Regions from separate parts of the Mus musculus genome. Here all the other regions are linked to region 5. Evidence: chromatin contacts called from public HiChIP or PLAC-seq and promoter capture Hi-C data. All regions are on one chromosome and are shown on one strand. The core of a region is the stretch at or near the end of the contact, and the rest is flanking DNA. Distances in the headings are between cores, read along the strand shown. Region 1 has its middle 40 kb from the start of Gm39850. Region 2 overlaps Ola1 (Obg-like ATPase 1). Region 3 has its middle 77 kb from the start of Gm39850. Region 4 has its middle 15 kb from the start of Gm39850. Region 5 holds the start of Map3k20 (mitogen-activated protein kinase kinase kinase 20).

Region 1 (2,700 bases), core at 134-2,633, 760 kb after region 5:
GAAATTTTCTGAATGCCTTGCTGATAAAAGTCATCAGATGCAGGCCAGATCGCCAGTTGCCAAGATCTGCAGGCTCCACGTGGAAGCCAGCCCAGCAGAACATTCCCAGCATCCCCACACCTTCCTGCGGCCAGCATCTTAGGGTCCCCCGGGATATCTTCCCAAGAGCACAGCTTTCCGGTGTCGCTGCCACCAACGCCCATCAAGCGAGGACCAGAGCCAAAGACTAAGTGGGTCATTAAAGGGGACCATCCCCCTTAATGTGATTGATCCTCAGGAACAAGTTTCCACACAGACACAAGACGGAGACCTACCCAGCTATGGAAAGGAGCCCAAGAACTCAGCTGTCCACCCTAAGCTCTCTCTCTCTCTCTCTCTCTCTCTCTGTCTCTGTCTCTGTCTCTCTCTCTGTCTCTCTCTCTCTCTCTCTCTCTCTCTCTCTCTCCCCCTCCCATTCCCCCACCTCCACCCCCAGGGAGCAGGGGCTCACTAGCATTGCTAGTTCTGGGCCAGGGACTCCAGGGGCATGTTTCAGCCTGAATACAGTAAAGGGGACAAAGTTTAGGTTCTGTATCTTCTACAGAAATGCAACTCTTTAGATGGTCATTTCCAACATGGGAGGAGGGGGGACGTCGGGACCATGACAAGCTGAACACATGGTCCACTTTCAGAGGGAAATGGAAAAGTATGCCTGTGAACACCTGTCCCGCTGCAGAGAAGGTCACACACAGGGCTGGTCCTCTTCTGGGCTGATACAAGATCTCTGTGAATTAGAGGCTAGCTTTGTCTGGGAGGCTATTTTCCAGCCAACCAAGACTATATAGCAAGACCTTATCTCATAAAATAAAATAAAATAAAATAAAATAAAATAAAATAAAAATCTTCAGAAAAATAAGTAACTAGAAGCTAGTAGCTAAGCTAAGCGAACAAGAAACATTCCTGCTTTTGTTTCTCTCTGCTGGTCACAATCTTTTTTTTTTTTTAATATTTATTTATTTGTAGTTACACTGTAGCTGTCTTCAGATACTCCAGAATAGGGAGTCAGATCTCATTACGGATGGTTGTGAACCACCATGTGGTTGCTGGGATTTGAACTCAGGGCCTTCGGAAGAGCAGTCAGTGCTCTTAACCGCTGAGCCATCTCTCCAGCCCCGCTGGTCACAATCTTGACTCTGTGTTTTCACCTTGACTTCCTGCTACGATGGACTGTAACCTGGACTTATGATCTAAAAACAAACCCTTTCTCCCCTAAGTTGATTTTGTCAGGAAATTTGTTACCAAGAGAAACAAATCCAGAACAGATGGACGGTCCTTCCCATTGTTCAGGGACCACGCTCAGCAGGGAATTCTAAGGAACACGACTTCCCAGCTCTGCAGCACCAACCACAAACTGTGCTTCCTCCAGAGAAACCACGGGGGTCTACACCTACCGAGTGCATTTGCTCTCCGGTGCCCGGCCCCTGCCCCCTCCTCTGGCCTGGTAGAAGTCCAGGAACAGAACCAACTTCCCAAGTTTTGTTTTGTTTTGTTTTGTTTTTATTTCCCAGATTTCATGGTTTCTTGCCTGGACCTTGAAAATCCAGGAGGTTTGAGTTTCATGCCAAAGCTCGCTGCCCGGGCCCTGGCTGTTCTGGGTCTGACTTTGTGGATTACTGGGAGGGGCCTGGGAGGGGCTTGGAGACTGTAGCTGAAGCTTAGGATAGGGTGATGATGGGAGTGTGAAGGCAGCCTCTTGGTTAATACTGCAATCTGATTGCTCAAGGAGCCAGAGACAAAGCAGACACGTGCAATATGGAAACCTTTTTTGGATCCTAATTTAAACCAACTGTGAGGAGATATTTTGAGATGATCAGGAAATTTAAAATTGGGACAGTATATTAAAAATATTTTGAGATCATTAAGTTGTGTGTGTATGATAACGCTATTAGGATTGTGCAAGACAAAGGCTTTTGAAAGGCATATGTGCAGGGTTGGAGGTGACTCAGTGGTTTAAGCATGTGCTGCTCTCCCAGAGGACCAGATTTTGGGTTCCAAAATACGCATTAAGTGTCCCGTAACCACTTGTAACTCCTGATCCAGGAGACCTGACACCTTCTAGCCTTCCTGGGTGCCTGTATGTGTTCACATGCACACACATACCAAGAAATACACACATATATGTATACTTTTAAAATAAAATGTTTTTTAAAAGAGTGTGTGTGAAAATATTTGACGATGAACTACAATGTCTGAAGTCTGTTTTTAAACGTTTCAGGAATTAACAACAAGAGATAAAGCGAGAAGTCCGTGGTGGCGGCCGGACTATCTGATGAGAGAAGGCTCTTTTGCAGCCGTCTCTCCGCGTTTATGTACCATGAAAATGTTTTCCTCATAGAGTTTCGACTACAGTCTCATAGAGAACTACACACCTGTCTCTGAGCTTCTGTGGTAACTGAATTCTGCACTTGGGTTTACACCACTGAGTGGCAACCGAGTAAGGTTGCCTCTATTACTGTCACACCCCAAGACCTCTGCACTGTCCCATCAGTGTGCTGACTGCCATCTCCACTGACTTACTCAACAGACCGTCCTCCAGGAACAGCCAGATGCTCACCTTCTGCCAGTGCAGATGGAGGCTGGAGGCTGTTTTTCCACAGAGAAGGGTTCTTGCTAGAAGTATTAAAGCCACACCTGGCACACACGTCTTCTGTCCTCCCTCCC
Region 2 (2,700 bases), core at 103-2,602, 880 kb after region 5:
CCCATGGATTCCTAGTATTTGAGAAGTGGAAACAGAAGGTATGAGTTTGAGGTTCTGACTGCTCTGTCAGAGGACCCAGGTTCAATTCTCGGCACCCACATGGCAGCTCACACCTGTCTGTAACTCCAGTGCCAGAGCTTCTGACACCTCACACAGACATACATGCAGGCAAAATGCCAATGCACATGAAATAAAAATAAATTATTTTATAAATGAAAGTTGAAATGAACAATGCTTAGTGACAAGAAGTTACTCTGAAGAATAGAAGATAAGCATTTGCTTCTCAGATAGAGGGAGATGATAGGAGTTATAGATAGATATCAGAGTTAAGCGTGGACTTCCTTGTCAGTCAGCAGGAAGTCAGCATGGCTCTTATGCCAGTGAGTGATGAGTCTGAAGAGCACTGTTAAAGACTAAGCAGGAATAGGAACTGCACTCCAAACACTGTAAGAATCTCAATGGATATTAAGAAGAGATGTAAAGTGACAGATACAGAAAACAACTTCATCTGGACATGAACAGTAATGGAGTCAGTGGAAGGCAGAAAGAAGAGAGATCACCATGAAGTTTCAAGCCAAAGGATTTTTATGTGAATTACTGTAAAGCCAATATATATAAATTTAAATGCTTAAACCAGGTACAAAGCCAAAGGTATTATATAACCAAAATGCATACGTGCAAGGACAGCAGTTCTCAACCTGTGGGTCACAACTCCTTTGGCAATCCTCAGTCTTCAAAACTATTTACAATTCATGGCAGTAGCAAAATTATAGTTCTGAAGTAGCAATGAAAATAATGTGACGGTTGGGGTCAGCACACCATGAGGAACTGTATGAAAGGGTGCAGCACTGGAAGGTTGAGAAGCAAAAAGATAAGAAACACCACACAGCATATAGTCCTATTAATTCAGCATCAAGACATTTGTACAGTGGACTGTTTCACTTTACATTCCAGGTTCTTTCAAAGTAATTAGCAAGTGTCCTAAAAAATCTACATTCTGATTCATTCCTAATAAAACCACTAGAAAGTTAGGAAGCCACACCTTGAAAGGTTAAGAAGACATATTACAAAAATGCTTTCATTTTTAAGTCAACATATAAAGTGGTGAGCTCATTATGGTCCTGTGGTCCCCTGCCTGCTTACCGTTTTCTCTGCTTTCATTTATTATTTGTATATGAGTGAGGGCACATAGATGCCACAGTACACATGTGGCAGTAAGGGAGAAATCTGTGGAGCAAGTCCTCTCTTTCCACCATCACATGCTACATTAGTTAATTTCCTATAGCTGTAAGGAAACACCACAACCACAGCAACCCACAGGAGGAAGGGGTTATTTGCTTACAGTTTCAGAAAGATGAGAGTTCGTTAACTTGCTAGCAGGGAAGTGTGGCAATAGGCAGGCATGATGACTAGAGCAGCAAGCTCAGAGCTCACATCTTAAACCACAGTCACAATGCAGAAAGAGTGACCCAGGAATGGCATCTGGCCTTTTAACTCTCAAAGCCTGCCTTTAGTGAGACACTTTCTCCAACAAGACCACACCTCTTAATCTTCCCCAAACTGCATTACCAACTTAGAACAAGTACTCAAATGTCAGGGACTATGGGGGACATTTCTCCTTTAAATTATCACACATGGGTTCTGGAGATCAAAGTTATGTTATCAGGCTTACCAACAAGTGATTTTACCCATTGAGCCATCTCACTGGCCATAGCTTTGTAACTGTTTTGATCAGTTTTAGGAATCAAACCCAGGGCCTCTGCATGCTGGGCAAGAGCCCCACTACTGTATTACTAGCCGTTCAGCTTAACTTTAATCTTGGGATCTTGAGCATACTAGGCAAGTATCTATCATTGAGCTACAGCGCCAGCCTTTTAAAGCAGATTTCTCATTAAATATAAAGTTGGAAATCAAGACAAGAATATAATATTTAAATTTTATCTTTTCAAAGTTCTAATCACATCTTCAAAATTCCATGTATGTCAAACCTCCATTTACAACTTCTTTATACTCTTCATTCTTTCTATCCTGGAACTCACTGCTGCCGAAGTTGGACTCAAACGCTTGCATTCCAGAAACACCCCCTCCTTAGCCTTCTGAGTAGCATAGTTAATAAATACTACAAGGCAGCGGCTTTTGTTCTTGTTTGATGGTACTAGGATCGAACCCAGAGAGACTCACATATTCCAAGAGGGCAAGTGCTTGGAGAGAGGTAAGCTTGCATGGGCAATTCTCTCACTATCTTTATGGCTTTATTCACAAACACTGGGAAATGCAAGGTACCATTTACTTTTCATAAATAACACAACAAAAGTGCTTCATTGAATAGAAGAGGAGAGGTAGTTGGGGGTAGGAGCAGTGAGCTATTTAGTGCATACTCTAAATGTTCTGACTTTAGAAGTGCAGTTTAAACCCCAGCTTAGAGGTCCACTGAAATTCTAGCCATGATCTATGAAAAAGACCTACCTTGACAAGAAAGCAGATTGTAATTCACAGCTAGACCTCAGAATTTGTAATTCTTAACTATGGATTATATAAAATAACTATTTTAAATTACAAAAGGAAAGACAAGCACTTTAATGTGTTCTGTTTACTTTTAAAAGTCCATTCATGGGGCTGGAAAGAGCCCAGCACATAAAGTGCTTGCTGCTTGAGTGTGAGAACTTGAGTTCAGATTCCCGGCACTTAGGTGAAAACGGG
Region 3 (2,700 bases), core at 35-2,534, 800 kb after region 5:
ATACAGTGAGCTCTAGGACAGCCAGGGAAAAACGGAGAAACCCTATCCCAAAAAACAAAACAAATGGACAAAAATATCTTATTGTATTTTATGTGTACGGGTTTTTGCCAGGGTGTATATGTCTGTGTACTACTTGTATGCCTAAGGACTTCAGGGGCCGGAAGAGGGCGTTGTATCCCTTGGAACTGGAGTAATGGTTGGTTGTGAGCTGACATGTGGGTGCTGGAAATTGAACAAGGGTCCTCTGGAAGAACAGCCAGTGCTCTTAACTGCTGAGTCAACTCTTCAGCCCTAAACCCTTTCTTGAGCTGTCAAGGCAACCAGAAAAAGTAACTAGCTCAGGTGGATCTGTGTCTGGGTTTGATTGTAAGTCTTTCCTGCATCAATACCATACTGCCACGAACCATAAGCTTTACTGTAAGTCTTAAAAGGAAACAGCCAGTCTGGGGAATGTATTTCTGATGAGATGTGGAGGTCAAATGTGGCTGAGGGCGCAAGTTAAAGTCCTTTGGAGGGAAGGTAAAGCCCTGGCCTTACAGTCTCATATGACGGAGCTACTGAGCACTGGGAATGCACCCAGCATGGTGTGCAGTGTGGGGTGGGATTTGAAGGGCTTAGCACAGTAGCCCTTATCGGAAATACTTAGGACCACAGGTGTTTCAGATTACAGAGTTTCTCAGAGTTCGGAATATTTGCATAGACCTCACTTGATTGAACATATCTAACCCTTAAATCCCAAATGGTTCAAATCCAAATGCCTTTCACATCAGTGCTCAAAACATTTTGGATTAGGGGTGCTTACATTGTGTGAAAGGAAAACATCTAAAACATATTAGTGATTTTAAGGTTGGTCACACATTGAAATAACAGCTTGGGCATCCTTGGTTAAATAAGAGACATTATAAAGATGAATTTTGTTTCTTTAAAAATGTGGCTAGTAGCCAGGTATGGTGGAATACACCTGTAATTCCTGCACCTGTGGTTGTCAAAGACAGGAGGATTCCCAAGTTTGAAGCTAGCCTGGTCCTTAGAGTGAGTTTCAAGCCAGGCCGGGCTACACAGTGAGATCATGTCTCAAAATCCAAAATAATCAGAGCCAAAGTGGCTGTTAGAAACAGACACCAGCCCCCACTACTTCTTTTGGATAGTCAGCTGCAGTTCTGGCCTTTGGCAGCCGGCTTCCTGCTCCCTCCTCCTTCCTGTCTCTCTTCTGCACCACGACCAGCCCGCTCTGGGCTAGGAGCACAAGGCATAACAGCAGATGGGGCAGTGTGCCAGCCGACCTTTTAAAATCTACATCACAATGCATGGCTTGTTTGAAAACTAAGGGCTTTCCACTTAAGCCAGAGTGAGATCCAAAGTCCTGAATCACGTGGAGGTCCTCCTCAGTACACCCTAGCCAGCCACCCGCAGCTGCTGTTCCACAGGGCACCCGGCTCTTGTCAGAGCCTCTGCATTTGCTGTTGTGTGTCTGCCTGGTTGCTCCTGCCATTTTTTTAATTTCAATATTATTAATTTATGGTTTTAATATTATTTTAGTAAAGCACCTACATTTTTGCACTGACAGCTGCATCCTTTCTCTCTTCAGGTCTTGGCTTACACACATGCAGGTATGTCCTCAGACATACATTGCTTTCAAATGGGCCCTTCAGTGAGAAAGTCACCTGATAATATGTATGAGATGGTCTCATTTATGCAAAAATATATGTAGAATTATTCATACATGTAAACTCACGGTTACTATTCAGGAGGACACATACCACATAGTTAACTGAAGTTTCCTCTGGGGTCCTTCTCCACACATTGGTCTGTGACTTCCCTCACAAAGCAATATGAATGAGCAATTTCTCCATGCCAGCTCATATAGATGTACTTTTATTCTTTTTAATGGCTTAAGGCACCCTTTTGTATGGGTGCATTATAATTCACTTTGCCATTTTCCTAAATTGATAGATATTTTAAATTGTTTCCAATTGTTTTTGCCGTTACAATTGAATCTTATTACAGCTGACCAGATTTCAATTCTTTGGACCCCAGAAAATAATTTCGTTTCTATGGGAAGCAGTCTTTTATCATAGCTTCTGAAATGACACATACAGTTAATTCAGTTGTGAAATGTGGCTGGCTTAAGTACTGGCAAGTTTTCACAGGCAGCTTGTATATTGTTGTGATCTTTACCATAACTAACATCTTTACAGTATTAAAGCACATGACTATTTCCTGAAGACCTAATATGTATAATAATGGATGGATAATAGCTCTACCAACTGTTTGAACAATGCAGTTTTCTTTTTAAAACTGAGGTATAACATTTATGATAAAGTGCACAAATGTTGATTAATTTTGTGTGTGTGTGTGTGTGTGTGTGTGTGTGTGTGTGTGTCTGAATGCAGGTGCCCAGGGAGATCAGAAGAGAGTGTCAGATTCCCAGGAGCTAGAGGACAGGCTGGAATGAGCAGCCTGATGTGGGTGCTGAGAATTGAACGTGGGTCTTCTCCAAGATCTGACCTCAGAGCCATCTTTCCAGAATGTGTGCTGTGAAGAAATAATGTTTGGGTATACACATATGTAATATACGTATGTTTAATATATACACACACATACCCGAGTAACAGTTTCACAGATAAAAATATTTAACATTTTCCATATTATTTGAGGAGCAGTTCCTTTGTTTTTTGTTTTCTTTTTTGGAAGATGGGA
Region 4 (2,700 bases), core at 64-2,563, 740 kb after region 5:
TGAATCAAATCTCTTAACCAGCATCTACTAAAGACAAAATATAGATGACAAATAACCATAAGAAAAGCTGTCCCACAAATGCCAAGAGCAAAATGCAAAGATAGACAGTAGACAGCAGAGTGTAGTGACTATGCTTTTAATCCCAGTACTCAGGAGGCAGAGGCAGGCAGATCTCTGAGTTCAAGGTCAGCCTGGTCCACAGAGTGAGTTCTAGGACAGCCAGAACTAAATATTGAGACCCTGTCAATAAAACAAACAGAGCCAATGAGAAGGAATGGAGGAGAAAACAAAGATATCCACACATTTATTCAAACAGGCAAATCCAGAACATCAAATGAGAGAGGAATAGCTGGAGGGCTCATTCCTTGCTTGTAGGGAATACAAAATGACACAAACACCTTGGAAGGCAAGAGCAAACATTTTCCCACACACCCTACCAGTTTATTTTCATGTATACCCAAAGGATCTGAAAATCTGGGTCCATACTGAACCTTCACGCATATTGACAGTGGTCTTAGTTATAATTGTCTAAACTGGAAGCCAACTGTGATGTTTTGTACTTCATTCAGTAGGAGCCTTACCTGCGTGTTAGCAAGTGAAAGAGGTGAATTTGAAAAGCCTACATTGTGTATGAGTCCAACTGTATGATGTTCTGGAAAAGGACAAACTACGAAATAGTTATAGATAGGTGGATGGATGGATGGATGGATAGATAGATAGATAGATAGATAGATAGATAGATAGATAGATAGGTAGGTAGGTAGGTAGGTAGATAGATAGATAGATAGATAGATAGATAGATAGATAGATAGATAGATAGATAGATAATTCCTACTGCGTAAGTAAGAGATGAATGATGCAGAACACACTTTGGAGGCAGTGAAAATGATTTTTACAAGGCTGTGATAATGGGTTTGTATTTATTGTCAAATCCTCAGAGTGCACAGTGTCAAGACTGGGTCCTCATGTAAACTTAGGGTGCCCATGACCCATCAATGCAGCTTCCTTAGTTGTGATAAACATCACCAGGGAAGGGTTTTGACAGTGGAGGAGGTTCTGTCTGGGTGGGAGCACACAGTAAAGCTCTGTGCTTCCCTGTTTAATGTGCTGGGGCCCAACAATTACTCTAATAAAGTCTTTAAGGCGGAATTTAGGGACGCAATGCAACTTAGAGGCTTCTCATTTGAACCACTCACAGACACAGTAAACAGTGCACTGGATACAAACCACAGAAAAACCAAACCAAGGGCACTGACTGGTTCCTGTAATTAAAAACGTAGAGGTAGCCCAGCCCTGGGGCGGAGCCTGTGACTCAGCACTCTTCTCTTGATCAGCTTCTTTCAGCCACTCCACTCTGCTAAACACTGCCTTGACCCCACCCTCCTGCTGCCTCGATCACAGGCTTTATGTGTTTGCCAGAAACCTTCAAGCCACAGGCTTCATCACTAGGTACTGTCTCTACTCTACATTCCAAGCGAGTGTTATTAGACTTACCCTGATTAGAGTCTATCTCAGGATTTTTTTTTCTAGTGTTGGACATCCAACCTGTAAAAAATCAGTTCTATTCTCAAAATATACCCAGAATTGAACCACTTCTCCACTGCTACTTGCCATTGTCAATTACCAACATCCCTCATCTGGATGACTGGAGTCACCCCTAAGCAGTCCCTTGGCTTCAGTGTTTTGCTAGAGTGGACGCTTGAGAGAGCATGTGATGTTTGGAAAGGGTATAGATTTAACCCAACAGTAGACTATGCTGTGTAGTATTGGTTTGCCTTGCCTTTCTTTCTTTCTTTCTTTCTTTCCTTCCTACTTTCTTCTTTCTTTCTTTCTTTCTTTCTTTCTTTCTTTCTTTCTTTCTTTCTTTCTTTCTTTCTCTCTCTCTCTCTCTCTCTCTCTTCCTTCCTTCCTTCCTTCCTTTCCTTCCTTCCTTCCTTCCTTCCTTCCTTCTTTCTTTCTTTCTCTCTTTCTTTCTTTTCTTTCTTTCTCTCTCTTTCTTTCTTTCTTTGATTTTTTTATTCTTTTTTTATTAGATATTTTCTTTATTTACATTTCAAATGCTATCCTGAAAGTTCCCTATACCCTTTCCCCACCCTGCTTCCTTACCCACCCACTCCCACTTCTTGGCCCTGGCGTTTCCCTGTACTGGGGCGTATAAAGTTTGCAATACCAAGGGGCCTCTCTTCCCAATGATGGCCGACTAGGTCATCTTCTGCTACATATGCAGCTAGAGACACGAGCTCTGGGGGTACTGGTTAGTTCATATTGTTGTTCCACCTATAGGGTTGCAGATACCTTCAGCTCCTTGGGTGCTTTCTCTAGCTTCTCCATTTGCCATTCTTTTCTTGCTATCATTTGTCATGACTTCATAGACAGAAATGCACCAAAGAACTTCTAGTGGTATCCTGGTATGTTCTTGTAGCCCCCATGGCTGTTGGCAGAGCCTTGCAGTTTCTTCTAGATGGAACTGCCATCTCTAATTTGTGAACAATGTTTGTGAGTAGATTGAGCTACTACTGCTAATTCCTGTGAAGTGAACTGCTGATATCCTGACAACTCAGATGGGATTCGCTCCAAAGAACTAAACAGGTCCACCTCCTCCTTTGCCCTATTAACTTTTCCGTTTCACTGCCACTGGTGGGCTAGGAAGGAGGCTAAGGCACTTAAGTACACTTAAATATTTGAATAATATAAACCTGT
Region 5 (2,700 bases), core at 201-2,700:
TTATAGAAGGAAAATAGAATGAAGGAAGGAGAGATAGTATAAGCTAAAAATATCAGAAGCTGCAGGCTTCCAGTACAAAGCAAGGTATGGATGGCTGGTGACTGGCAAGCTGGAACCAGTGGCTAACACCTGATTTTGGTGAGCAGGAAACTGAGGACTGCCTGTTAAGTGTCCCATGTGACAACTGAGAGGAGCAACAGCAAAGTCAGGCTCTCTGATTCCTCAGCCAGAGTCAGGACACAATCGGATGTCTTTAAAGCTAAGGTGACTGCAGTCTCATGTTCATTTCGCGCTCAAGAGCCCAGCACCCTTTTTTTTTTTTTTTTTTTTGAGTAGATAGACAGCTTTTTTTTTTTTTTAAACAATTGTTTGATCACCTACAAAAGAATTTTTTTTAGCTGGATAGTTTTCATCAACCTTCTCAGTTACCAAAATGCAATTTATTAATCCAAAATCCTCAGTCTTTGTAATCACAGACCAGAAAGTGGTTTCTTTTTTCATTAGTGTATATTTACCCATCCTTTCCCATTCATATATTAAATATATATGAACGGTTTTCAAAATTTCTATTTCTCTTTGGGCTTCTTTTCTGATTTCCGTTTCTTGTTTCATCTCTGCCTGTTTTTCCTCTCCTGACTTCAAAACTCAGCAGGAAGCCAGTTTCCTCTCCACAGATTTCTATTTCTGTCAATGACACCATCGTTCTTCCAGTCACCCAGGTCTCAAATCTTGGCATCACCGCTTTCTTCTTTCCCAACCGAATGGGTCACAAATTTCTGTGGCCTCTTTCTGAAACATGTCTCTCAATTCCAATTTTCTTTTTAAAAACGATCCCAAACTGTACCCTCTAACTCTAGCCTTCACGATTCTATCTGTTACCTGGTAGTGACAATATCTACCACTTATCTTGTTTCCATCCCTAAGCAACTCTCTAAACCACTACTAAAATGGATGGGGAGGAAAGAGAATATGGCTTAACATCTTCAGGCTGGTAAGCCTCCTGCTCCAAATATAAAGCCATGCACTAAAATACGAATATCCATTTTGCACGATTTCAACTTTCCTTAACTCTCCACGTGTGTACACGTGAAATTCTAATTCAGAAACTGTGTTCCCTACTTTTGCAACCTCTCCTCTTTTTCCACTCCATCTACATCCTCCCCGATCAATTTCTTTTCTTCCCAAAGCCAGGTGACACGTTTTGTTCACACTTGTCATGGACTCTGTCTCCTCGATGGGAAATCGCGGGCACTTCATCTTAAAAGTCACCAACCAGAGCAGCAGGCCTTGACTCCTCCTCAAAATCTCCAAAGTACCTGTTGATGGTCCCACTGAGGCACCCGCGACCCTGACATTGCCTTCCCTGCTGTCCCCTTCCCAGCCAAGTGCATTCAGTCTCACGGGGGGTAAGGGGGGGGGGGCAGCAACCGGGCTCTCCGCGACCCCGAGCCCCGGCCTCCCTGCTGGGCACCGAGCCGGGCGTGCCCGGAGGCTGGCCGGCCGGCGGTTCCACGCTCGGAGGTAGGTGGTGCTGTTGCCGCGACGTCTTCCTCATTGGCGCCGCGCGGAGAGGCGGAATGTTCAACTCCTGACTCCGGCGGAAGCGTGGGAGCCGCGCGGGCCGCCGTCCCCGACCCCCGCCGCCGCTCGCGCCCGATCCGGGAGCCAGGTAAGGGCTGTGGGGGACGGGAGAGGCGGGAGGGAGCTCCGCTGGAGGACCGGCGGGACCGGGGCCTGCGGGGCCGGGGCAGCGCGGCTGCGGGAGGCCGGGGCTCGGCGGGCGGCTGTCCTTGGCTCGCCCCCGGTGCCCTGGAGACCCGTGGTCCCCGAGCCCGCAGACCCCGAGACCGCAGCCCCTGAGCCCTCAGTCCCTTGCCGCTGGGCCGAGGACGGCTTGGGCATGTCCGGGCCGGTCCAGCCGGGCACTCGGTGCCCGGAAGAGTCCGGCCTGGCACAGCTCGCGGCGATCCCGGGGAACCTGCGGCGGCTGCCCTTCCCGAGCACCCTCGCCTTCCGTGGGAGCACACGCGGGTGTCGCAGGCGCGGGGATCTACACCAGGGTGGGCACTGGGTGACCCGGGCCGCAGCCACGCCTCGCCCCGCGCGTGACAGATCTCGGGAAAAACTTTAATTCTAAACTGCCCAGATGACATTGGAACTGCCTGAAAAAAAACAACAATGGCACGTCATTGTTGGGTTGCTGAAAATGTATGTTTCTCATGCGCCTGGAGATCCTGCATAAGCACTGTTTATGGAGAACATAATTACTATTTTTGCTAGTTTCGTTAATAATGAAAGCACACCATTTGGTGGCCCGTTCCAGCGATTTCACAATAAGCAGCCTTCATTAATAATGCGTGTGAGAACCGTCTTCCAGAATGGATTGAGGACATCTGAGTTCGGATGGTTGTTAAAGTGAGTTCCTGTTTTACCCCTAAAGTGGTTGTAGCGAATCTTCTGGTCTTCTTGACTGTAGATGAAACCAACTGCCAGCATTTAGTGGATCCAAACCTACCAAAATATTTAACGATAAAAATAAACAAATGATTCAAGACCAGACTTCTTTGTCATCGGCCTGTCTCTACTCTGAAATTTCATTCTTTTTTTATCTTAAAAAAAAGTGACGGCTGCATTTTAATTATGGTTTTGATCATTTGTAGAGTCTTTGTTTTAGATTTCTGCTACAATAGTGAGAGATTT

What was found. Promoter capture Hi-C pulls out the DNA fragments that hold promoters and counts their contacts. HiChIP or PLAC-seq counts read pairs in DNA pulled down with a chosen protein or histone mark.
Region 1: a promoter capture Hi-C map of embryonic stem cells shows a contact between it and region 5, with 3 times the contacts expected there. The contact joins the enhancer-like site here to the promoter of Map3k20 in region 5. A contact is called at or near these places in 1 of 39 promoter capture datasets (embryonic stem cells) and 7 of 115 datasets of contacts at active chromatin or transcription factors (the 230-238 cell line, bone marrow-derived macrophages, craniofacial prominence and 4 more).
Region 2: an H3K4me3 HiChIP or PLAC-seq map of bone marrow-derived macrophages shows a contact between it and region 5, with 5 times the contacts expected there. The contact joins the enhancer-like site here to the promoter of Map3k20 in region 5. A contact is called at or near these places in 1 of 39 promoter capture datasets (embryonic stem cells) and 8 of 115 datasets of contacts at active chromatin or transcription factors (the 230-238 cell line, bone marrow-derived macrophages, embryonic basal ganglia and 5 more).
Region 3: a contact with region 5 is called in an H3K4me3 HiChIP or PLAC-seq map of stem cell-derived neural progenitor cells, with 2.5 times the contacts expected there. The contact joins the enhancer-like site here to the promoter of Map3k20 in region 5. A contact is called at or near these places in 2 of 39 promoter capture datasets (embryonic stem cells and hippocampal neurons), 11 of 115 datasets of contacts at active chromatin or transcription factors (embryonic basal ganglia, embryonic limb bud, embryonic stem cells and 4 more) and 2 of 9 other capture datasets (adipose tissue and embryonic stem cells).
Region 4: an H3K27ac HiChIP or PLAC-seq map of the NIH/3T3 cell line shows a contact between it and region 5, with 4 times the contacts expected there. The contact joins the enhancer-like site here to the promoter of Map3k20 in region 5. A contact is called at or near these places in 1 of 484 Hi-C or Micro-C datasets (pancreatic cancer cells) and 7 of 115 datasets of contacts at active chromatin or transcription factors (the 230-238 cell line, the NIH/3T3 cell line, craniofacial prominence and 4 more).

Annotation. Positions count from the first base shown.
Region 1 is chr2:73,047,523-73,050,222 of GRCm38.p6, forward strand. No RefSeq gene overlaps it. Among named protein-coding and RNA genes, the nearest start is that of Gm39850, 40 kb to the left of the region's middle. Within about 2 kb of position 1,384, at least 114 of the 459 cell types and tissues checked have an H3K27ac peak or open chromatin away from gene starts, as enhancers often do. A contact at or near this core is called in bone marrow-derived macrophages, craniofacial prominence and embryonic stem cells, where this site is marked.
Region 2 is chr2:73,159,644-73,162,343 of GRCm38.p6, forward strand. All of the region lies in intron 4 of Ola1 (Obg-like ATPase 1), which reads right to left. Among named protein-coding and RNA genes, the nearest start is that of Ola1, 53 kb to the right of the region's middle. Within about 2 kb of position 1,353, at least 77 of the 459 cell types and tissues checked have an H3K27ac peak or open chromatin away from gene starts, as enhancers often do. A contact at or near this core is called in the 230-238 cell line, bone marrow-derived macrophages and pro-B cells, where this site is marked.
Region 3 is chr2:73,084,812-73,087,511 of GRCm38.p6, forward strand. No RefSeq gene overlaps it. Among named protein-coding and RNA genes, the nearest start is that of Gm39850, 77 kb to the left of the region's middle. Within about 2 kb of position 1,285, at least 48 of the 459 cell types and tissues checked have an H3K27ac peak or open chromatin away from gene starts, as enhancers often do. A contact at or near this core is called in embryonic basal ganglia, epiblast stem cells and stem cell-derived neural progenitor cells, where this site is marked.
Region 4 is chr2:73,022,663-73,025,362 of GRCm38.p6, forward strand. No RefSeq gene overlaps it. Among named protein-coding and RNA genes, the nearest start is that of Gm39850, 15 kb to the left of the region's middle. Within about 2 kb of position 1,314, at least 114 of the 459 cell types and tissues checked have an H3K27ac peak or open chromatin away from gene starts, as enhancers often do. A contact at or near this core is called in the NIH/3T3 cell line, embryonic stem cells, extraembryonic endoderm stem cells and 1 more, where this site is marked.
Region 5 is chr2:72,284,187-72,286,886 of GRCm38.p6, forward strand. Map3k20 (mitogen-activated protein kinase kinase kinase 20) reads left to right here and starts at 1,451. Exons shown (of 20, transcript NM_023057.5): 1 at 1,451-1,669.